Linked DNA regions of Mus musculus: all the other regions are linked to region 5. The links are chromatin contacts, called in public Hi-C, Micro-C and promoter capture Hi-C maps. All regions are on one chromosome and are shown on one strand. The core of a region is the stretch at or near the end of the contact, and the rest is flanking DNA. Distances in the headings are between cores, read along the strand shown. Region 1 holds the start of Setd1a (SET domain containing 1A). Region 2 holds the start of Ctf1 (cardiotrophin 1). Region 3 holds the start of 1700008J07Rik (RIKEN cDNA 1700008J07 gene). Region 4 holds the start of Fbxl19 (F-box and leucine-rich repeat protein 19). Region 5 holds the start of Rabep2 (rabaptin, RAB GTPase binding effector protein 2). Region 6 holds the start of Stx4a (syntaxin 4A (placental)). Region 7 holds the start of Phkg2 (phosphorylase kinase, gamma 2 (testis)).

Region 1 (3,180 bases), core at 363-2,862, 1.3 Mb after region 5:
GGCAAGAGTGCAGTTCTTCCAGAGACCAGAGAGCCTGTATTCATTCGCTGGATGAAAAGGGTGTTGAACCTTGGGACGATCTCAGTTTTGGGTTCCCAAGTGAAGCTTGAACGAGGTCTGTCCTTAAGTTTCGCAGCGGGATCCTATGAGCATAGGTAGCCCTTGCCTAAAAACTGCTCAAGAATAACCGGGTTACATCAGACCTTTACTTTTTATAGGATCTACTTAAGGGTCTTTATGTTTCTTTTAAGCTCAACAGAACCCTGATTTTAACCACTGAACATTTTTTTTTTTTTTTTTTTTTTTTTTTTTTTTGAGACAGGGTTTCTCTGTGTAGCTCTGGCTGTCCTGGAACTCACTCTGTAGACCAGGCTGGCCTCCAACTCAGAAATCCACCTGCCTCAGCCTCCCAGGTCCTGGGATTAAAGACGTGTACCACCACTGCTCGGCTCAGAAGGAACATTTTAAAACTAGCCCAAGGGAGGTGTAACTAGGGTACTGGCCTAACACGCAGAAAGCCCTGAGTTAGATCTCCCAGCATGCTATAAACCGGTTATGGTGTGCACACCTGTAATTCCGGTACTCAGGAAATAGAGGCAAAAGGATCTGGAGTTCGAGGCCATCCTCCGTTATATAGCAAGTTCGATGTCATGCTGTCTGAAAAACAACAGGAGCCCGAATATAAAAGCGGGAAGGAACCGATCATTTCACTCTGTGCGTCGGTAGGCAAAGCGCCTGAGTCACCCCTCCTGGTTGTATTTTTCCACCTCCCACCCCTCCCAGGTTTTGGTGGATTCTAAGGGAAGCAGCCCGTTACGCCGGGCTCCGCACGCCTGGCCACGCCTCTCTCGTTAGCCCCGCCCACAACCGGATCGGCAGATTCGCTACCCGACTCCTTAGGATTATTTGGGCAGCTTTTCTTGTCTGAAAATTTTCAGGAAACGCCGAGAAGACTTCTTCCTTGTAACCATTTCGCACTAAGTAGGAAGTGTGCTGTTCCTTGAGTCGTTCTACTGAAAAAAAAAAAAATCCAGGACTAGAGGTCGACTCTGCCAACAGGGCTTGGCGAGCCAGGCGTCATTTTCTTGACTCTACAGCAGGTGAGAAGAGGTGACGGCCAAAGCCCAGGACGGTGGCGAATCTGCACTGCAGCCTCATAGGCATTCGGGCTGCGCAAGGAAGGGGCAGGGAAGAGGAGCCGAGGAGCGCGCATCCTGTCCACTCATTCGCCCCGCCCGCCTCGCGAATCTGCGTCGTTGGACGCGCCACTCAAATCTCCCGAGCTCTGGCTGGCGTCCTCCCCCTCGCTCCGCCCCCTTCCCTCAGGGGCTCGTCGCAGCTTTCGTCGCCGCCGATTCGCCAGGAACCCCAAGGCCGGAGCAGCTGGATCAGGGTGGTGCGGTCCACTCTCCGGGGAATGCGGCCCATCTTCAGGCTCCCTGGGCTACAACTCCCGAGCCTCGCAGGGCGCCGGCCGAGGCAAGGCCGCTACCCTCGGCCCCGTGGATCGCTCCGCAGTCCTTGTAGCGAAAGTGCGGATGCAGACGCTGTGCCCGCTGGGCCTCGCGCAGGTGGCGGTGGTGTTTGGTGCGCGCGCCGGGGAGGTGGTGGTGGGGGGGCGCCGCCGCCGCCACCGCTGCGGGGCCGGGTCTCGCGCTGCCGCCGCCGCCGCCGCCGCCTCACGCCGCTGAGGTGCTGCGCGCGGTGGGGGGAGGGTGAGCCGCTCGCCACGAGCGGGTGAGTAGGGCCCCGGCGCGCGTGCGCGCCGACGGGGTGGGGGGGGTGGACGACACCGAACGCGCCCGGGCGGGAGGAGAGGGCAGCGGCGCGCGTTACCTCCCCCCACCCCCCCGCCTGGATTCAGGGACCGAAGCTGGGTCTCAGATTCGGTCTCGCGGTGTTTCCAACGCCCCGAAGAGGTGCCACCTCTGGTTCGGAGGATCGGGGCGCGGGGACGCGAGCGGCTGTGTGGGAGCGGGAGCGGGGCTCGGCCCGGGCCGCTTGGCCGGTGAGGAGGCGGGAGGGGGCGGGGCCTGCGAGGGGACGGGGGAGGGGTCTTGCGTGGAGGCCAAGTGGGGCGCGCTGGGGAGAGCGGGAAGGTAAGGGGGCGCGAGATGGGCCTGGGCCCTGAGGGTAGAATTGGGGATGGAGAGGAATGGAGTGCCATAGTGAGCCCAGCTCCTCAGGGCAAGATCTGAGGGAGCCACGGGTCATGCTGAGGTGTCGGGGACTGGACTGATGTGAGACCCTGGAATCGGGGCTAGACATTGAGGGGACAGCAAGGGAGTCAGGCCTAAGTCGTGGACTCCCATTCCGTATCCCTCTTTTCCTGACAGTGTAAATGAGCAAAGATGGACCAGGAAGGTGGGGGAGACGGGCAGAAAGCCCCGAGCTTCCAGTGGCGGAACTACAAGCTCATAGTGGATCCTGCTTTGGACCCTGCTTTGCGCAGGCCTTCCCAGAAGGTGTACCGCTATGACGGAGTCCACTTCAGTGTCAGTGTGAGTGCCCTCGAGCCTTTCTTGACTTATTTGGACCTCCAATCTCCCCTCCCCGCTTCCCCCTGTTCAGTATTCAACACCCAGACTTCCTATACCTGTAGTTTGGTTTTTTGAGAATGAGCAAGCTCTCCCAGCTCTTCTGTATGTTGGCTTCTACATGGGCTTTATAGAGTCAGTAGGCTGGTGAATTTTCAGCCTGGTTTCATCTCTTCCTGCTTTCTTTGTTAGGACTCAAAGTATACCCCCGTGGAAGACCTCCAGGACCCCCGCTGTCATGTCAGGTCCAAAGCCAGAGACTTTTCCCTCCCGGTTCCTAAGTTTAAGGTGAGTGCCTGCTGGTCTCCCTGCATGTTGGTCCTTGGAGAGTGTCAAGGACCCTGGGCTTCACACAGTCTACCAAAGTGTTTATTCCGAAGGAACTATGACAGCCAGATCTCATTGCTTTTTGTGTCTGTGAGACTGAGATGTTTTGGACAGAAGGTATACATGTATAGCTGAGGTGACTCTAGTATATATCTGGTGACAAGGGTATTGATGTCTGGAAGGATGAGGTATGGGTGGGTATTCTGAAGCCTTGTGACAGTGGGATAGCCAAGTTATTCAGCAATTAAGGATGCTGCTAAGACCACTGTGCACTTGGAGTTGTGTGTTCTTGCTGTCATTGTGTGTGCTCCTCTGT
Region 2 (3,048 bases), core at 448-2,947, 1.3 Mb after region 5:
TGGCAGCGTTTCCAAACGGTAAGAAGTAAAATCTCTGCTTGTCACACCTGCGTGACCGTGGGCAAGTCATTTGTCTCATTGCCTCCTCTATTATGGAATGAGTTAATGTGTATATACAAGCATTCAGGATAGTGCTTGGCACACATGAATACCCAATACATACTGCTGGTTAGTGTGTGTGTGTGGCCACTGCTGACATTGTGGCCTCACCATTCACCTATGGTGTGCTCTGCCAGTGAACTTTGTTCTGACAGTCTGCTTGTGTTAACCCTCTCACGCAGGCTTTTCCAGTTTCCTTTCTCACAAGCTCCACTCAAGTGGAAACTTCTGGTTTGGAAAGTCAGTTATATCAAATGATAGTTTGCTGGGGCACACAGGTGAAAGGATGTCTTGTTAAGCAGACACATGAAAGAATGTTGTCCTGAAGCAGACACAGGTGAAAGGTCCCATGATGAAGGAGTAGAAATGTGACCCCAGGGTCAGTGGGACACTGAGCATTGGTGTGGTTTGCTCCGCCTTGCTGTACTTCCCTAAGAACACGAGTGTATTGGTTCACCTTACATACTGTTGTTGAGCTCAACTTGTGGTTACACCACCATTGAGAGAAACCCAGCCAAGAGCTGCTCCTGAGGTTCCTGTGGCAGCTGCTGCTTCAGTGGCCTTGGGCCAGTTGGTGAGCCTTGCAGTTTCTTCAGGATTAAACTACAGCTGCTGGTTTGTGCATGGCGTCTGCCTGCCTAGAGGACTGGACTGTAGCTGCTGAGTGTTTGGTGTTTGCTATGGGACTGAACTGCTGACAAAGGAGACCAAGCTTGCCCCCCAAAGAACTATTGCTGAGAAGGTCCACCTCCCCCATATTCTAACAACTTTTCTCTTCCACTGCCTCTCATGGGTGGTGGGCAAGAGGAGAGGTTAAACGTTTATTAAAAGTAGGTTGCAAAAAGAAAAAAAATATATGCCTATACTCCTTCATCTGACGCCTCATCATCTGGGTCCTCTCTGTGCCAGAGCCAAAGACAAGAGTAGGTGCTTGGGAACCAATTATAGAGGCAAGTGTGTCCAGTCCTTTCCGTGTCTACCCCAACGTTAATGAGTTGCTGTTCGGGTGTGACCTCCCTGAAGCTCGTGCTTGCCTGTGTAGAAGGCTGGGTCTGAATGCCTTAGTACACACACAGATGTGTGCGTGCGAGGGTCTCTAACGGTAAGGTGAGGAACAGTCTCACTTCTGATCAGTGTGACAGAGAAATTAGAAGGCATTTAAGATAACTAGACCAGGGGGTGCGTGCCTTAGGTGGACCCTAATCTAAACAAGGCTTCCCTGGCCTCTCTTTGTCTTCCCCAAAAAGGAAGTCCTGCCTGCATTCTTCTCCTGCCAGCCTTGCACCTTTCCTCTCAGGTTTCCCAGCTTTTCCCTCCAAAGCAGCCAATAAACAGGCTCTACCTCAGGTCTGAGCCTGAGTCTCCTCCCAACAGGACACAGAACTGCCTTAAAGGCCCAAGTTCCCATTCACTGTGCCAACACCTGCCTCCCAATTCTGGCCCCTTCCCAGTCTAAGCTCACAAGCCGGTTACTGAGCTCTGGGCCAAGGAATTTTGACTGAAAGTAATGGTGGGAAGGAAATATTTGGGGTCTGAACTATGATTGGCCGAGCCCGAGCCACGCCCCTAGCCCTTTCCCCCTTTTTCCCCCTCCCCTCCTCCTCCCCCGGAGGGGTGTGTTGAGGGAACCTGGATAAGCCTGGGGCCAGCATGAGCCAGAGGGAGGGAAGTCTGGGTAAGGGGTTGAATGACTTGATCCTGTGTCCTTGGTGAATAGGAGTCGGGGGGATCGAAAGCTGGGGTTTGGATGTCTGTCAGCACCACCCCACCCCCAAGTCTGGGAGGGGAACGGCCTGGGCGGGGGAGAGGAGACGCCGGTGTCAGGTAACCAGCGGGTGAGTTGGGAGAAAGAGCAGGCGCAAGGAATTGAGGCTTCAGGGCCTTGGGTTCAGGGGTTAGATCACCGAATATATATGGGTGAGTACACCCTGAAAAGGGGCTGGGGTCGGGTTGGAACAGGATAATAGTGCTTCTTGAGAATTAGGAAAGAGTCAAAGCTGAAAGACTGGAGGGAGAGGCCGAGTTAAGGAAGTCTTTGATCTTCGAAGAAGCTACAAGTGACGAGAGCTCAAAATACAGGCTTCGGAGATCTCGGCTGGCGGTGGGAAACTCCGACGGAGGGGATTGTCGGGTCAGGACTACATTCCCCAGCATGCATTGGGGTCCCGGCAACATACATATTGGGAAATGTAGTCGGCTTCCCGTGGCACCACCCTCTAAACAGGGAAGGCCATCCTGTCGTTGATTCATTGATGCTGCTGAGCCTAGCAGGTCACATAGGAGCAACATGAAGGGAATAGGTCTTCGGTTTCTCTATCTGTACAAGGGGCCGGAAAGGCGCGTTCAGTGCTTCAGAGATGCTGACTGAATTCAAACAAGAGTTGGAGAAATCCAAAGATATGTGAACTTTGACCTTAAAGAGTTTCTGGATAGTATCGGTGATGTAGAGTGAGGAGTCTCAGGATCAGACAGATTCACACGGATAAAAGAAGCTACTTTGGAAGTATGAACAAATTCCCTAAAGTGGAAGGAAGAAATTGATTTGAGAATAGGGAGAACTTGGAGGCAGCACTAAGAAGGAGGTATTTGAATTTGGTCCTAGTAGTATTTCAATAGTGACCTGAGGACAGGAGAGACATCTATGTAGAGAAACTGCTTGGTGGAGATCTGGTGCCTGGGATGGGGCAGATTCTTCGTAGGTTGAATATTAGCATCCAGAGCAGAGACTCTGGGTTCAGGGAGAGCCAGCTTGGGAAAGATGGTTAAGGAGTGGGGTTTGGTTGCCTTTATAACCTCTCACTTCCTTCTCTTTCCCACCAGAAGACCACCAGACTGACTCCTCAATCTCATTCCTACCCCATTTGGAGGCCAAGATCCGCCAGACACACAACCTTGCCCGCCTCCTGACCAAATATGCAGAACAACTTCTGGAGGAATACGTGAGTAGGT
Region 3 (3,217 bases), core at 69-2,568, 1.1 Mb after region 5:
ACTTGTATTTGAGAGTTCTTGGGAAAACCGGTGTTACAAAGTCAACCGCAGCTGGTAGTGGTGGTGCATACGTTCATTCCAGGCAGACGCAGGAGCAACTTTGTAAGTTTAAGGTTAGCTTGATCTACATAGCGAGTCCATGTCAGCCAAGGCTACATTGTTAGACCTCACCTTTCAAAAACAAAAAGTAACTGCTGTAGGAATCAGTAGGTCTAAGCTCTTCTACTCATTTGTTTCATTTCACTGGGTGATATGTAAGAACAAAAACTCCGAAATCCAAAGGGTGGTCCCAGTGGGCAGCTGCAATGCAGCACGAGTTTCAGACCTATTGAAGCGTGCTGGGCCAGCATGGAGCCTCGGAGCGAACTACAACTCCCACCTTGCTTTGCGCCGCACAGTCCTACGCTAGCACGCGAGCCTACCCGCCCCTTCAGCCTCCAGTTACTGTGTATCGCGAGAAGACGGGCCGCTCTGGCGGTAGCGATAACGAGCCTTGGTGGTGGTGGTAGTGGTGGTGCTAGTGGCGGTGGCGGCCGAGACGGCGGCGGCCATTTTGGTGAGGCCTCGGGAGCAGCGGAGGCGGCGGCGGGGTCGCTGGGAGTAGCGTCTCCTTTTTCTTCAACTCACCAAGCACCTCTTCGCGGCGTGACTGGAAGCGGTGGGAGCATCGGGGTGGCTCGTGTTACGGCCCTTAGGGGAATTTAAAGTGGTGAAGGCGGCGACCAAGAGGGGGCCCTCCCCCCTCCTCGGCGGGAGGGGGGGTGGTGAGCACGCCCCCGAGGACGCAGGTAAGGAGAGGGAGACAAGATGGCGGAGGCCCCACACTTTCCCCTCCCCTGACGGGTGCCTGCGCGCGCATCTGCGAGCGCCGCTTCCCACCTTCCCGGGGTGCTGCGCGCGCACCGCCCGGCGGGGCCCCGGGGCTGGCGAGCGAGGTTGCCTGCGCGCGCTCCCGGAGCCGGGGGTGGGGGGGAGGGCGTCGGGCCGAGCGGCACCTGGTGTCAGAGCGGCGCCTCGCCCCCCTCCTGCCCTTCTGCGCACGCGTGCGCGAACGAGCAGCCCTCGAGAGGACGGACCCAGGTGCGCTTCTGCCCGCCCACCAACCTGCCTCCCCTCGGGGGCGCGGACGAGGGAAAGGGGTGCACGGGACGAGTAGTCCGGGCGCGCGCCCACCATAAGCCATTTAGGAGCCCGAGACTTGGCGCACGAACCCTTCCTTCCCGAGCTCTTTGCGGTCTGTGGATGTGGGGGCGCCGACGGACGCGGACATCTGAGTCCTGTGACCCGGTCTATGGGATCGGGTTCTGGCGGGAATCCCCCCCTCCTCCCCTCCCCAATCTGGCCGTGCGCGCCGCCGGCTCACCCCGCCTCCGGGCCGCGCACGCGCCGGCGCCTCCCCCAGCCGGTCGAGCACGTTGGGTGGGGTGGGCGACCGCGAGGGGGCGGGGCCGCCGTCTGAGGAGTCAAAACTTGGCAGAGGTCAAGGGTCATGCTGGGTCAGTCCACTGCGGGGGGGGTGGGGGGGTATTGGGAGGTCATAAAGAAGGCTGGAGTCCATAGTTGGGGCCTCATGGTTTTGGATTACCTCCAATCCTTGGAATTTCTGAAGGGTGAATCAAGGCAGCACAACACCTAGATAAGGAATTAACTAGGCAAATGCTTCCGGATCTTGAATACTTTATTAACCCTGCTTGTTTCCGGCTGTTAGGGCTCCTTGGCGCCTTCCTCACTTAAGTCTGCTTATAAAGCTCTTTCTTGCCGGGCGGTTGGTGGCGCACGCCTTTAGTCCCAGCACTTGGGAGGCAGAGGCAGGCAGATTTCTGAGTTTGAGGACAGCCTGGTCTACAAAGTGAGTTCCAGGACAGCCAGGGCTACACAGAGAAACCCTGTCTCCAAAAACGAAAAGCGTTTTCTTTAAAGTTCTTTGGCCGTTCCACCTCGCTCTTTCTGTATTCAAATAGCCCTCCTTTACTTTATAACTATTTGCTTTTTGTTTTGGGGAACTCCGCCCTCATTTCTGTTAAGTCCTCATTGAAAAGACAAGGAAGCTGTCAGGCATCCAGGAGGCGTTGTTAACTTCTAGATGAGAAGTTTCTGTCCTTCAGTTGTCTGTCAGAGCTTTAAGTACTTTTAGCTTTTAAAACGTTTTGTTGTCTTCTTCTCTGCTCTTACCCAGCCAGAATGTACAACCCTGTGAGATTCTCCGTACAAAACACTTTGTGCTTTGTTGCCACAACATGTATATACACCACATCCATGCTTGGTGTCCAGACAGGCCAGAAGAATAATCTGGGCCACTGGAGCTGGAGCTATTGTGAGCTGCTATATAGGTGCTTGGGACAAAACCCAGGACCTCTGCAGGAGCAATGAATACTCTTAAATCCCTGAAGCATTTCTCCACCCCCACCCCCAAGGCTGAGCCTTGCCCAATTTACTACAGCCTTGCCTAGTTTACTGTATGACTTTCTGAAGCATGAGCTTTCCCTGTTACTGTTCTGTGAAGTGACTTCGGATGTATTTTAAAGTCCAATAAAGCTGGTGTACGTAACCTTAGATGAGTATGGATTGACACATGTGGGTCGTGTCCTCACTGCTGCTGCTTCTCCTGTTTTAGGTGTGATTTCCTTCAGTACAGCACGGCACCGTGGAAGTGCAGACTCTCACAGGGGGTGTGGTCTCTGCTCACACAGGTGAGCTCACCTTCAGATAAAATTTTGTGTGCTGATGTTAATGGGAGAAACTGTATGACATGATGAGAGAATAGGTTGTGAATGATTACTGCATGTGTTTTCTATGTAGGGTTTGGTGATAGTACAACCAAACTGAGGCTGAATAAGGGAAGGTGTTACCCAGGCACTACTAGGGAGAGCACTAAGAGTATTAGGTTTTTCTATGTTTTTTTTTTTTGTTGTTGTTGTTTAGTTTGGTTTTGCTTATTTGTTTTGTTTTCATTTTTTTCTCTCTCTTTTTTTTTTTTTTTTGTTGTTGTCATTGTTTTCTCGAGACAGAGTTTCTCTTTGTAACCCTTTGTGTTCTAAAATTTGACTTGTAGATCAGGCTGGCCTTGAACTCAGAGATTTCTGTCTCTGCCTCCCAGTGCTAAGAAGAAAGACCTATACCACCATCCTGGCTTCTTCAATGTTCTGAAACATGGCAATGTGGATTTAAGTTCTCCTACTATTATCTTTTCTTCCTTCTTTTCTTTCTTTTCTTTTTA
Region 4 (3,262 bases), core at 702-3,201, 1.3 Mb after region 5:
GGTCTGATGACTTCCTACGGTGGAAAGGAGATTTTGTATATTCCAAGGTCGTCTTCCTTTGGTTCGCACCACGTGTAAGGTATTAATTTGCAAAGGTTTAAGATAGGAAGCATCGTGTGCGAGACGTCCAGTCTTTATAAGGAACAACAGCGTGGGTATACTTTTCGGAGAGAACCACGCCTCCCTTGTCGCGACAATATTGGTTATGGTTTGCGTTCTTTTAAAATATGAAATCTTCACGATCCGAAAAGGCGGACATTCTATATTCCCAGGTCACTCCGATGTTTCTCTCTCCCGCACTGATTCCCACAGGTGACATCAATTCTCCGCCACTGGAGAATGAAAACTTGGGACTACATTTCCCTGCAAGCCCTTTAGAAAAGGAGGCCAAGAGCAAAGAGACTTTCCGTTTCCGTCCGCTAGCAATTTGGCGTGTTCACGGTGATACATATTTCAACAGTAGCGTCCTTTCTCTGTACAACTAAAGCAGAGACTACATAACCCACCAGGTACCGGCACCGAGGGGCAAGCGACTAGGTTGCCATCTCTGTAGTAGTCCTCTCCTACACATCCGCCGAGAATAGTATTAGCGGTTGGACTACAAATCCCATAGCATCATGTGCTCCTTCACCCTCCATCTTTGTGGTAGTCCCCGCCCCGCTCACTTCCATTGTCTCGACAGAAGATAAAGAGGGGAGCGAGGAAGACTACAATTCCCGTCTGGCTTTGCATCATCGAGTGCGGGATTTTGATAGTTCAGGCGGGCGAGGAGCTCCAAGTGGTAGAATGAAGCAGCCAGGAAAGGTTAGGTATCCTGCCATCTTTACGGTAGTCTCTTTATCCTCCCGGTTCTGGCATTCTTAAAGGAACATAGGAAGGCTAGAAAACTACTATTCCCATCCCACTTCATAAGATCGACTTATTAGGTGTACGCCCCTCGATCGCCATCTTGCTTGTAGTCCTCGTTTCTTTTCACCTTTCCATTGTTCCTGATGAGTAGAAATGGCAGCGGGAAGGCAGCAGCTGGACTGCGACTCCCGTCAGGTACCACACGCGCGGAGGGTTGTGGACCAGAGGGCGTGTGAGTGCCTGGAAAGGAGGTCGGGTCGGGGGAAAAGGCCATCTTGCTTGTAGTCATTCTTCCCGCTCCTTCTCTATGTCCTGCTACGGGGAGTCTCGGGTCAACTGGACTATAATTCCCGCCATGCTCGGCTTCCAGCGTGGCATCCTTCTCGCCATCGTATTTGTAGTACCGGCTGGCCCTTGTGTCCCACTTTTCCCACGATAGTGCTAGAATTTGGAGAACTACAACTCCCGTCGTGCTTTGCACGCGCTCGTCCTGGAAAGTAAAGGTGGTGAAGGAAGGAGGGAGAAGGGGGCGGGGTTCCTCTGGGAGAAGGAGGGAGTAAAAAGGAGGAGGAGGTGGGAAGAAGGGAGGGAAGAGGGAGGAGAGGAGGAAGGAGGAAGGAGCTGAGGAGGGATGAGAGCGGCGACCTGGGCCCAGGGCCGAAGCAGCGCGAGGCTAGGGGAGTAGGGGTGCTAAGACATCCCAACTGCCCCCACCCCCTTCCTGCCTCTGCCCCATCCTTTCCTTATACCCTCCCATTTTAGGAGTGGATTTATTCAAATTTTATTTAAATCTTTATATCTTGAGGGTCGCGCGTTTGAAGGGGGGAGGGCGGGGGCGCGTGCAGGCTGGGGGGGGCGGGGCCGGAGCAGCTTCCTTCACCCCCCTCTGCGCGCCCTGTCTCTGTAGGTCAGGGGGCCGCAGTACAGGGGCGGACCCAGGGGAGGGGGGCAGGTTGCAGCGACCCCCCCCTCCCCGGGAACCGGCGGTGGGCGGGGTTTGAACCCCGGAAACGGTGGGGGGCCCCTGGTCTTTCCCTGGACCCCTGGGCAGTTGGAGCTGGGAAGGGGCCAGTTAAGGGTCGGGGGCTTTGGGGAAAGGTGGGGGTGGGGAGCTGAGACTCATACCCGGGACTGAGTGGGGCCCGGGCAAAAGCTGAGCACCCTGCGCCCGAGGAGCCCCCGTTGGCCTGGGGGGGCTGAGGGACTGAGCCCCCCAGAGCAGGACCTCCCCCTGGAAGGGCCGCGCCGCAGCCCGTGGGAGGGCCTCGCCCCCGGCGCTCCCCATCTCCACTCGCTGCTGTCCCGGCCTCCGCCGGAGGGAGGGGCCGAGCGCCCTCGGGGGGCCGTGGACCCCGGCGTTCTGAGCGTTCAGCGCCCCGCGCCGCCCGGCCCCCCCGCCGCCGATGGCCGCCGACCCGCCGGGAGCTGCCGAGAAGGGAGAGATGGCTCCCGGGACACGTGTGAGGTGGGTTCATGCGGCTCCTCCTCACCCCCAGACCTGGGCAGCTCCCACTCCCATTCATCCTCAGCCTGGCCTCTCCCTTCCTTCCCCGCCCCCAGCCTCACCCTCCCTTTGCTCCAAACTCCTTCTCCAACCTTCTCTCCTATAACCTCCAACCCCAGGGAAGTGGCCTTCCTTCCCCGACCCTGCTGCCCCTTGCAGACCTCCCCCTCCACCCCGCCTCCAGTCGCCGCCCTCTAGGCCCCTCCCCCGGAGTGCTGGAGGGCCCCATACCCTGTGGATGGTCTGGAAGTCCTTGGAAAGGGAGAAGCCTGGGGGAAGCAGGTCTAAGACTGATTGGGAAGAGACCCCCCCAGGCTTGCTGAGTCCATGTGGGATTTCAGAGGATCTGGTTTCCAGGGGCAGGAGAGCCCCAGGGATTCCAGACAATTAGGGATGAAAAGCAGGCTGGTAAGATGTGAATGGGGGCGGGAAGACCTAAAGCCGAGCCCACCTTGAATTTTGTTGAGATGTTAGGGCAACTTGTAGAATCCTAGGGAGTCTGGGAGATTACCCAGATTGCCTGAGGGATCCTATTGGATAATTTGGAGCCCCCAAGGACTTGTGTGTGGGCTGAGAGGGGACACTAAGCATTTCAGGGGTGTCAGCCCGGGGAAGTGGAGAGCACACACTGGGTCACTAGAAATGGAGTGGGTCTGGCTAGAGTACCAAGGTTTGAAAGGTTTGGATGACTAAGTACCCACGTGAGAGAAGGGAGAGGGGAAAGAGTGTGGTGCATGCCCCTGGAATCTGGAGGTAAATCAGTGAGGGAATGGGGGGTGTGGGTAACAACAGGTATGAGTTGAAGCTCCCTCAGGTAATGCTACAGATCTGAAGCCTTTTCCAGGAACCTGGGCTTGGGATGTTAGAGGAGGGGCCTCAGTGTCCCTCCTTCCAGCAGGCGGGAGGTCT
Region 5 (2,958 bases), core at 57-2,556:
TGTCCACTCGGATGCATTTCCTTACCCCCGCCCCCACCTCAGCAGGAGCTGTCCACGGTGGTAACGCCTTTCCTGCCTCGGCCTACACTCTTGGTGAATTACTACAGCAGGAGCTCTCCAGCCTCGCCAGCGGCCCTACAGAGGTGGTGCCTCAGTAAAAGCCGGCTGTGGCCAGGAAGGACTTCCTACCTTAACCCATAGCCTAGATGCAGGAAAAAAGGAAGGCGGGGGGGGGGGGGGGGGGAGTCAACAATCCTTAAGCAGGGAAACCCACCAATCTCTGGGCTTCCCGCAAAACCCCACCAATCCCTGAGCTCCCCAAAGTCAGGACTTGAAATCCCACCAATCCTTAATCTGGAACTCTCTGCCCTGAAAAGCTCCACCCCTAAGAAATCCTATCTAAGCTCTGCCCTCTATTTAATTCCGTGCTGTCTGCTCCTGGGAACAGAGGGCAGCCACCCCTGGATTTGTTCTTCACACCCAGGACCCTCCAATAAATCTCTTTCATGAGATTTTTCAAGGCAGGATCATATCAGCATCCAAGCAGACATTATGCAGAAGGAGCTGAGAGTTCAACATTTTGTTCTGAAGACAGAAGACTGGCTCCCAGGCAGCCGGGGGTGGGGGTCGGGAGGGAGTCTTAAAACCCACACCCACAGTGACATACTTTCTCCAAGAAGGCCATACCCACTCCAACAAAACCACACCTCCAAATAGTGCCACTCCCTGGGCCAAGCATTTTCAAACCACCACAGGCTGTCTGGGGATAATCTGTAGTGGGCTCCCTCTAACACTAAAAGCCCACCAGTAGGCACATAGGAGGAGGAGATAAGGGTTATCTTGCTAGTTCAGGCGTGATGGGTACTACGATTGGGTGTTAGTGCTGGAGAAATGAGGAAGGCATCCTGGTATAAGTACACTGGTGTGCATTCCAAGGAGACCACAAAGAATCAAGGACTTCCAGGTTCAAAGTCTTTTATAGAAAACCGGTTTGGAGGCAGGGGGACCCAGGCTCTGTACTTGTTTGAATTGCTGTGACTCTCCAAAGCGAGAGGTCATACATAATGAGAGATTGACCCAGACCCAGGCTGAAAGATTTACAGCCCTGGGAGTGGAGAAAGAGATTTGCAGGAAGCCATATGAAAATGGGATTGGAGACACGTAGATTTCGCACCTCTGCCACTGACTGCGCCAAGCTTCAGAACGCCAACCCAGCCCTGGCCCGCGGGGCGGAGATGCTGGGCGGGCCGGGCACACTTCGCAGTAACGCGAGTCGGGTTACGGCGGAAGGGCGGCCGGGCGGAGGGAAGGAGGAGGCCGCGCGCAGCGTCCTCTAGGACTAAGACCAGGCGTTCCAGGAGGTGGCCTCGAGTGGAGCCTCAGCAGATCCTCAGCACCAGAGAAGACTACCGCAGACCCGAAGCCCTCGGAGCTTCCAGGGAGCGCGGGAGCGCGGGGGCGGTCCCACGAGGCTGCAAGAAAGGCGGGATCCAGGCCGCGCGTCCACTCGAGTGCAGTCGGCGTCTCTTGACCATCCCGCCCTCCCACCCCCCGCGGCCCCTGCAGAGCCGATCCGGAAACAGCCGAGCGGATCCGGAAACAGCCGAGCGGACCCGGAAGCGGGAGTGCCATCACCAGTGAGTGCGGGAATCCGCCGTTTGGGCTGAGACGATGGCAGCTGCGCCAGCAACCCTAGGTGAGAATCGGGGGCACCGGCGGCCAGGAATCGGTGCGGGAGTTGCGCCGCTGCGCACGTGGGGAGCAGGGGGCTGGGGGCGGAGCCGAATGCGACTGCTGGCGGCAGCCGGCCAGCGCGGAGGCTCGGGAAGGGGGCGGGGCACAGCGCCCACCGGGGTGGGCGTGGCCTACACGGTGGGTGTGTCTGTGGGTGGGGCAGGTAAGGGGGCGAGGCGGGGCCACTGGAAGGGATTGGACGGTCGAGCCAAGTTAGTTGGGACTCCGGGAGGGGCAGGACCAGGGGAATGGGATGAGGTCCTTGTAGATGGAGAGTAGGACTGGGTTACTGGACTGCTGGGTGGCCTGAGGTGTTAGGAGATCGGCAAGCCGTGGGAATAAATCTTGGTCACTGTCCCCCCCACTCCCCGCTCCCCACAGCGCTGGATCCCCAGCCCCAAGAGAAGCAAAAGGATGCATCCGAGTCAAGTGAGCTCAGTCGGCTTCGTGCCGAACTGGCCGGTGCCCTGGCAGAAATGGAAACCATGAAGGCTGTAGCTGAGGTGAGCGAGAGCACCAAGGCGGAGGCAGTGGCTGCAGTGCAGAGACAGTGCCAAGAGGAGGTGGCCTCCCTGCAGGCCATCCTGAAAGGTGAGGCACCCGCTCCCAACACAACCCACCCGACAGCCTGTCTGCCTGCGCCCCTCTAGCAGGGAATGCAGGGCGAGGAGGGCTTCAGATGAGCTTCAGGTAGCTCAACAGAGAAAAGACTGTGTCCCAGAACCTGAGTGCCCCTTTCTATTTTGCAGAGAAACACCACAAGTGTTGTCAGCAACTCTTGTCAGTCACAGCTAAGTGTAGCAATCATCTTTACCCATGATACCCATGGGTATCATTTCTTGTTCTTGCTGACATAAGATCAGCCCAGAATACGAGCCAGAAACTTCGCATTTCTCTGAACCACCCTCATTTTCCTCTGGGCCTCGAGGCTCGAAACTCAGCCTGTTGTCTCTGAGCTTAGTCCTATGATTTCCCTTCCTTCCCAGGTATCCCTACAGCACCCTACACAAATACATGCATCTCCTTCCTTCTCCCCCTCTGTCTCATGGCCTCTGTGGATTGGGAGACACCAGCTTTCTTGGTCCCAGGTCCTCTGCCTTTTCCTGTTCTCCTCTGGGCAGAGGTTAGAGTGTCCTCAAGGATGTCAGACCTGCCCCTACTCTGTTTCCTGGCAGTAGTATTACTATGGCATGCTCTATTGGACTGCTGCTCCAGCCCCTCAGA
Region 6 (3,063 bases), core at 170-2,669, 1.4 Mb after region 5:
ATACCCATTTTTAGCTGTTCTGACACCTGCTGAGGGACTTTGGGGGGTGCGGGGGGGGGGGAAGCTTCTATACAATAGAAGTTCCACAGGGCACAGGACTTTGGTCTGTTGGTCCTTGATATGTCGCTAGCCCATATCAGTATCTATTCCCTAGTATGTATGTGTCCAATAAATCTATCAAGTGAATGTATTTCTGGAGGGTCAAAGCTGGGGAAATGAAGTCGGGCAGTGGTGGTGCACGCCTTTAATCCCAGCACTCCGGAGGCAGAGGCAGGCGGATTTCTGAGTTCGAGGCCAGCCTGGTCTACAGAGTGAGTTCCAGGACAGCTAGGGCTACACAGAGAAACCCTGTCTCGAAAAACAAACAAACAAACAAACAAACAAACAAACAAATCTGGGGAAATGGCACCGTGAGAGAAGCGTAAAGAAGATCAGGAAGCCACGGGCTTTAGTTTCAAATACAGGAAAGGCTACTATTCGGATCAAATCTTCTATGCAGGACTGCTATGTGGCAGCTACCGAATTTGGTGTTGGGGATTCCGTTAAAGAAAAGCAAGTCATGCTGAGACGTCAGCTGTAAGGCAGGGCTGCGGAGGTAACAGTACATTTTTCTCAGTCTGAGCTGCTCTGGAATTGTCGTGCTGCTCAGAAGGTAGCGAGCTCAGCGGGACTGCAATGCTCACTCGGGGCATAGGCCGCCCACCTGTCAGAGGCTGTGCCAGGAGGACGCGGGGGAGCAGCGGGGGGAGCGCCACCTTGGCTGAGGTCACTTCCCACCCCCAGATTCTCTGCCTACAAAACCCTGCAATTCCCTGACGCTGGAGACTCGGGTCTTATTATTTCCTGATTTCCAAGGTCTCATGATACTGACAGCCCCAAATGCAAGTCTTCACTTTGCCCACGCCCGAGGACCCAAAATTAAAACAACAAAAAAGTGAATTCTACAGAGCATCCTTAGTAGGTGGCTGAGAGTAGGCAGTGTACCCTTCCCCACCTCGAAGAAGCTGTTGGGGCACAGCTCAGACGCTGGGGTGTCGGGGACGTCGCGAGACTGAAGCCCGAGACGTCGCTGACAGGCCGGAACACATGACTGGCGGTCGGGCGTGCAGCCCGCGGAGCTGGGCCCGGCCTGTCACGTGATGAGGGGGCGCCATGGGGTGATGTGAGATACGAGGCTCTCAGACTGCGTGCAAATGACGCATTCCCAACCCTTTGGGCAACTAGATCTCGGCTCCAATATGAGATGTTCCGGTAGTGGGGGGGGGGGGAGCAGCGGGGCGGGCTCTGGACTCAGGCAGCCTCGCTTCCGTTCGGCTGCCACTGCTTCCGACCTCCGCCTTTCCCTCTAGCGAGGACGAGCCGAGCCCTCGCGCGCATGCTCGGAGTCATCCCCCGAGGGGCGGGGCGGCAGCTGCGGGAGCAGGATGGGGGGAAGAGAAGGGAATTCCAACCTGTAGAACTTTGGGGGTCCTATGATCGGGTTCTTCCCCACGACTGTGGATGGTGAAAGGGGTGGGGCCTTTGGCGGCTCCGGGGTGTACTGGAGTTCGCTGGGTGAGGGAGGGGGTGTCAAGTGTGAGAGAGGTGCAGGACTTCCAAATTTAGAACCTTGAGGCCCTTTGGGCTCGGGTCCAGGGCACTCCGACCACCATGCGCGACAGGACCCACGAGTTGAGGCAGGTGAGAAACCGGGATGGTGAGGACACCCTGGAGTGAGGAGAAGCGGGGCCGGGCGGGCGCGCTGGAGTGAGGACTCCTGGTTTTGGGTCCCGGGCGGGTGGCTGATGGCCAGGAAGGAAAATCCCGGAAGCCCATGGTTCCTGCGGGGCGAGAACCGCAGCGAGCAACTGTCGCCAATGACTCCGGCCCTGGCAGGGGGATAACATCTCAGACGATGAAGATGAGGTTCGAGTCGCGCTGGTGGTGCACTCAGGTGCTGCCCGGTTGGGCAGCCCGGACGACGAGTTCTTCCAGAAGGTAAGGGTCAGGAGAACCGAGGAGTAGGGCGGACTAGAGTGACACTTAAGTCTTCAGCCCTCTTGGTGATCCTTCCTAGGTGCAGACAATTCGGCAGACTATGGCCAAACTGGAGAGTAAAGTCCGGGAGTTGGAGAAACAGCAGGTCACCATCCTGGCCACGCCTCTTCCCGAGGAGAGTAAGCGAAACCTAGGGCTCACGCACGCCAGCCCGGTGGACTATGGGGGATGTAGTTTTATTCAGGTGATGGCCAGGATGGGTTTGGTTTTGGTTTGTGGGAGAGGCTGTGATTTAGAAGTGTTGGCTTTCTCGTTTAGGCATGAAGCAGGGCCTGCAGAACCTGCGAGAGGAGATCAAACAGCTGGGGAGAGAGGTCCGGGCGCAGCTAAAAGGTGAATGAATTTCAAGGGTCTCAGCCATATCTTTCCCTTTGATTCAGCCCAGTTGCTGGTGTATCTAGTTGTTGTATACAGTCAAGTGATAGATCCAGGTCACACAGCAGACTTGGGTCTAGGATCTCTGTCCCATGGCATCAAAGCCATGGTACTTTGCAGAGCACATTATGGCCTCTCAGATTCCTTTATTATTATTTTAAGTTTAAATTCAAAATTACTTACTGCTCTCATCCTTTCAGGCCAGTGTGTATTCTTTGGGCAAGCAGATGAGAGGTTCCTCCACGCTTGTGGGAACCCACTGGTGTAATTCAAAGAAAAACATATCTCAGAAATTCAGAATTCGCCCCCTTCTCCTCTCCCTTCTCTCTTCTCACCTACTCCTCCACCTCTTCCTCCTATATAGACCAGGATGGCCTCAAATGCACGGAGATCCATCTTTCTCTGCCTCTTGAGTGCTGAGATTAAATTAAAAGCTCGCTCCTTCTTTTTTCTTCTCCTCCTCCTCCATTATGCATTACTACCAGAAGGCATTCCTGTTCATAGTCACTATGTAATAAAAATGTTAGAAAACAAGAAACTCCTTACTACGTAGCTGGAATGTAGATGTGGCCCTGATCTGGTCTCCAATCACTTTTTAAAAATTCACTTAAAATATTTTATTATATGGCTTACACTTTTATTAATGGGTTT
Region 7 (3,263 bases), core at 687-3,186, 1.1 Mb after region 5:
GTGGCACAATATTTCCTACCACACTGGGGCACAGTAATCATCCGGATAGCCCTTGCCCCTGCAGATGCTATACTGAGACCATTTCAGAAGTATGTCTCGTCCCCATAGTAGGGACATGGAACCGCATCTCCCAGCTAACTGTTGGGTTTGTGGGTTCCTGTTCATATGCCAATTGCTTTGTTTGACTTTACTGGAAAGATGTGAACAAACACTTATTCATCCCAGATAGGGCATACTGAAGGCCAAAGAAAGTCACTAACCACTGAGTTTATTTGGTTTTATATAGGAGCATAGTGACTCAAAAGCAGCTGCATCACCGAAAATCACTGTTTCTCCTTTATTCATCAGGTGAATAATTTATATACTTTCTCAATTTTTATACCCATCTCTCTCTCTCTCTCTCTCTCTCTCTCTCTCTCTCTCTCTCTTTTCAGCGCTTGGAGTTCTGCTTGGCCTTGTTCCTGCTGGGCAAGCATTCAATAGCTAAGCTCTATCCCAAGTCCTGCTGTCATCTTTAAAATATGTTCTAGTCAAGTATAATGAACATGCAGTAAACCCCACCTACTTAAAGTCTGTGAGTTAAATGGAATATCGGGAGGCTCAGGTTGTGATTCCTGACACATTATTGTTGTCCTTGGTCATTTCCCAAAGATCCCTGGTTCCTTTGTTTGCAACCAAGAGAAATCAGCATTTAGACTTTATACTAGCTTCTGTTTTGGGGGTCCTTTTAGAAATCAATACTGGAAAATATAAAATTATTTTTTAATCTGTTTTTCACCATTGCCCAAATTTTACCTGTAGTTCTTCCTCTAGTTCCAGATTTCATATTCTCATAGGAAGACTCTTCGGTTCCTAATTATATGAATACATTATTTTGACTAATTTCAGAATAATTATCCCCTGTGTACCAACAACAAACCTACTTAGGAAAGTTCAAAACTATTTTTGCAAGTTGTTAAAGTTAAGCTTGATGAGGAAAGGCTCTACAGTGACAGAAAGCAAAAACACTAAATTACTTGGTTTCCTTATAGAAAAAGCTGTTAGAAAATCATGCTGTAATCTAGGCGTCCTGAGCCTTAAATCCCAGCACTCAAACTGACTGATCTTTGGAGTTCCACCCCAGCCTGGGATACACAACGAATCCCTGACTAACAAGGGCTACATAGTGAGACACCGTCTAAAAAAACAAAAATTATCATTTCTCTTTTGCTGGACTGTAACCTTGAGGATTTGCTTTTTTCTTTGCTGTTACTCCAGAACCTTGGTTTTAGGATATGTCTGGCTTTGGAATTACTCTAGGCAGGACCTTAACAACCTTGTGTACTTAATGCAGGAGGGTCTGGGAGCAAGACGGTAGGAGTCTGTGACCCCAGGATGATGGACACTATCCTGAAAGCTCTAGTCAGGACCAAACGGCCAAGCTGCATATGCATTTTGTTTTGTTGTGTTTCTCAAAACAGTTTCTCTGTATAAACAGCCCTGCCGGTCCTGGAACTCACTTTGTAGACCATGCTGGCCTCCATCTCAAGAGATCCATCTGCCTGCCTCGCCTCCTAGTGCTGGGATTAAGCGTGCATGACCACACTTGTCTACACGCAGGTTTCCACAAAAAAAGGAATTTTGGAACAGGCTCTTACTATAATAAATGAGGATTCCAGAAGGAAACTAAAAGGGCCTTGTCCGAGGGCACGGTGAGGTAGTGCGGAGACATCACATTTCCGGTAACCTAACTTCCGTGTCTCTTTACAGACCAGCAGCACCAGGAGAGAAAAGCAAGTGCTACATGTTGATTGGCTGTTTTTCAGGCTCCTCCTCATGGTGGAGACCTTTTGGGGACTTCTAGCGCCAACGGCCTTGTCCGCCCTGGAATCCCGTCTTCCTATTGGACTGCCATTTTCCAATCGGAGGGTTTCTAATCCCTAGTTCTCAAACAGCAGGGGCCATTGGCTGCAATGATGGGGGCGGTGCCTTAGGTCGCTGTGGGAGCCTTACAGGTTAAAGCAAAGGAACAAACATAAACCAAGCAGCTGAGGGTCTTTGCGCAGGTTAGACTGTTCCCTCCTCACCCCCCTCCCCCCACCCTCCCTTCCCCCTCCCCGCTCGCACGGGTCATCCTGCTCGAGACCCCCGCGCCCCTCCCAGTGGACGCCAAGTGCGCTTGCGCGGTAACAGCCGCCCGCACTTGTGCCATTTCCCCCTTCTTCCGAGCCACCTTTCCCCCCTCCCGCCCTTCCCTATCCTCTTCCCTGCCCTGCTTCCCTCCCTCCCCCCTAGGCCCTTCGTTGTGGTCTCCCCGGTCCTGATCCTTCCCCTACCCCACCCCCAACCCCCAGGACCCTGGCGCCCCAGCCGCAGGTGCTGCGCCCCCGGGAGCCACGATGTGCATCCTCTCAGAACCTGTGGGCCTCCTTGCCCTCACTGCCCTCCGTTTCCTCCTCCCAGGCCCCCACATCCCTCAGAATGACGTTGGACGTGGGGCCGGAGGATGAACTCCCTGACTGGGCTGCGGCCAAAGAGTTTTACCAGAAGTACGACCCTAAGGACATCATTGGCAGGTGAGCCTTCACAGCTGAAGCATACACCGGCCCAGTGTAGTCAGCTCCCAGCCAGGAAATAAGGCTTCCTTCTGAAGACTGGATAGTTAGGAAGTGGACAGTGGAAAACAGTTAGTGACTTGGCTAGTATTCCGAGTTAACCCGCATTTTTTCCTCTATTCATCTATATTGTCAACAATTGTTTGTGGTCCAGACAACGGGAAGGTAGAAAATACCCATCACGTGAGCATTTCAAAGGTATCTAGTTCGAGAAGTAGGGGTCTGTAGAAAAGATGCTTGGAGCTGGGCGGTGGTGGTGAATGCTTTTGATCCCAGCAGAGGCAGGTGAATCTCTGTTGAGTTGACACCAGCCTGGTTTACAGAGGAAGTTCAAGGACAGCCAGGACTACACAGAGAAACCCTGTCGGGGAGGGGAGCAGGGATTGCTACTGTGATCGCCACCACAGATGCTTTATGGTTTAGTTTCAGAAGCATAGTGTATTGGTTATGTTGTGTTAAGCACCAAGAACACCGGGTGAGGGAGTGACAGAACAGGAACCCTGAGGAAGTTTCTGTCTTGGAAATGTTTCTATCTTTACATAATGAAAAAAAGATAAAGGTCGAAAGGAGCGTTAGGGGAAAAAATAAGTAGGCAGTAGGATTCAATCAACGGGGTCTCCACAGAGGAGGGGCTTTAGGAGACTTCTAAGAAAATGACAGGAGGGTTGG

The links. Promoter capture Hi-C pulls out the DNA fragments that hold promoters and counts their contacts. A called contact is a pair of places that touch in the nucleus more often than the background predicts. Capture Hi-C pulls out chosen DNA fragments and counts their contacts.
Region 1: a promoter capture Hi-C map of neutrophils shows a contact between it and region 5, with 4 times the contacts expected there. The contact joins the promoter of Setd1a here to the promoter of Rabep2 in region 5. A contact is called at or near these places in 5 of 39 promoter capture datasets (the C10 cell line, liver, neutrophils and 1 more), 1 of 484 Hi-C or Micro-C datasets (B cells) and 1 of 115 datasets of contacts at active chromatin or transcription factors (double positive thymocytes).
Region 2: a contact with region 5 is called in a promoter capture Hi-C map of adipose tissue, with 3 times the contacts expected there. The contact joins the promoter of Ctf1 here to the promoter of Rabep2 in region 5. A contact is called at or near these places in 3 of 39 promoter capture datasets (liver, neutrophils and pre-B cells) and 1 of 9 other capture datasets (adipose tissue).
Region 3: a contact with region 5 is called in a Micro-C map of embryonic stem cells, with 7 times the contacts expected there. The contact joins the promoter of 1700008J07Rik here to the promoter of Rabep2 in region 5. A contact is called at or near these places in 3 of 39 promoter capture datasets (hippocampal neurons, liver and pre-B cells) and 1 of 484 Hi-C or Micro-C datasets (embryonic stem cells).
Region 4: a contact with region 5 is called in a promoter capture Hi-C map of neutrophils, with 4 times the contacts expected there. The contact joins the promoter of Fbxl19 here to the promoter of Rabep2 in region 5. A contact is called at or near these places in 3 of 39 promoter capture datasets (liver, neutrophils and pre-B cells).
Region 6: a Hi-C map of B cells shows a contact between it and region 5, with 6 read pairs. The contact joins the promoter of Stx4a here to the promoter of Rabep2 in region 5. A contact is called at or near these places in 1 of 484 Hi-C or Micro-C datasets (B cells) and 1 of 115 datasets of contacts at active chromatin or transcription factors (microglia).
Region 7: a contact with region 5 is called in a promoter capture Hi-C map of neutrophils, with 7 times the contacts expected there. The contact joins the promoter of Phkg2 here to the promoter of Rabep2 in region 5. A contact is called at or near these places in 4 of 39 promoter capture datasets (liver, neutrophils and pre-B cells), 1 of 484 Hi-C or Micro-C datasets (B cells) and 1 of 9 other capture datasets (adipose tissue).

The regions. Positions count from the first base shown.
Region 1 is chr7:127,775,777-127,778,956 of GRCm38.p6, forward strand. It overlaps Setd1a (SET domain containing 1A), which reads left to right and starts at 1,613. Exons shown (of 19, transcript NM_178029.3): 1 at 1,613-1,737; 2 at 2,337-2,501; 3 at 2,730-2,825. The coding sequence starts at 2,352.
Region 2 is chr7:127,711,006-127,714,053 of GRCm38.p6, forward strand. It overlaps Ctf1 (cardiotrophin 1), which reads left to right and starts at 1,698. Exons shown (of 3, transcript NM_007795.2): 1 at 1,698-1,774; 2 at 2,920-3,038. The coding sequence starts at 1,750.
Region 3 is chr7:127,511,551-127,514,767 of GRCm38.p6, forward strand. 1700008J07Rik (RIKEN cDNA 1700008J07 gene) reads right to left here and starts at 1,319. Exons shown (of 1, transcript NR_024331.1): 1 at 1-1,319. It overlaps Srcap (Snf2-related CREBBP activator protein), which reads left to right and starts at 433. Exons shown (of 34, transcript NM_001304266.1): 1 at 433-788; 2 at 2,615-2,690.
Region 4 is chr7:127,744,824-127,748,085 of GRCm38.p6, forward strand. It overlaps Fbxl19 (F-box and leucine-rich repeat protein 19), which reads left to right and starts at 1,952. Exons shown (of 11, transcript NM_172748.2): 1 at 1,952-2,314.
Region 5 is chr7:126,427,461-126,430,418 of GRCm38.p6, forward strand. It overlaps Rabep2 (rabaptin, RAB GTPase binding effector protein 2), which reads left to right and starts at 1,307. Exons shown (of 13, transcript NM_030566.2): 1 at 1,307-1,696; 2 at 2,116-2,325. The coding sequence starts at 1,672.
Region 6 is chr7:127,840,389-127,843,451 of GRCm38.p6, forward strand. Stx4a (syntaxin 4A (placental)) reads left to right here and starts at 1,420. Exons shown (of 11, transcript NM_009294.3): 1 at 1,420-1,680; 2 at 1,876-1,977; 3 at 2,057-2,156; 4 at 2,296-2,370. The coding sequence starts at 1,651.
Region 7 is chr7:127,571,412-127,574,674 of GRCm38.p6, forward strand. Phkg2 (phosphorylase kinase, gamma 2 (testis)) reads left to right here and starts at 1,937. Exons shown (of 10, transcript NM_026888.3): 1 at 1,937-2,045; 2 at 2,443-2,555. The coding sequence starts at 2,461.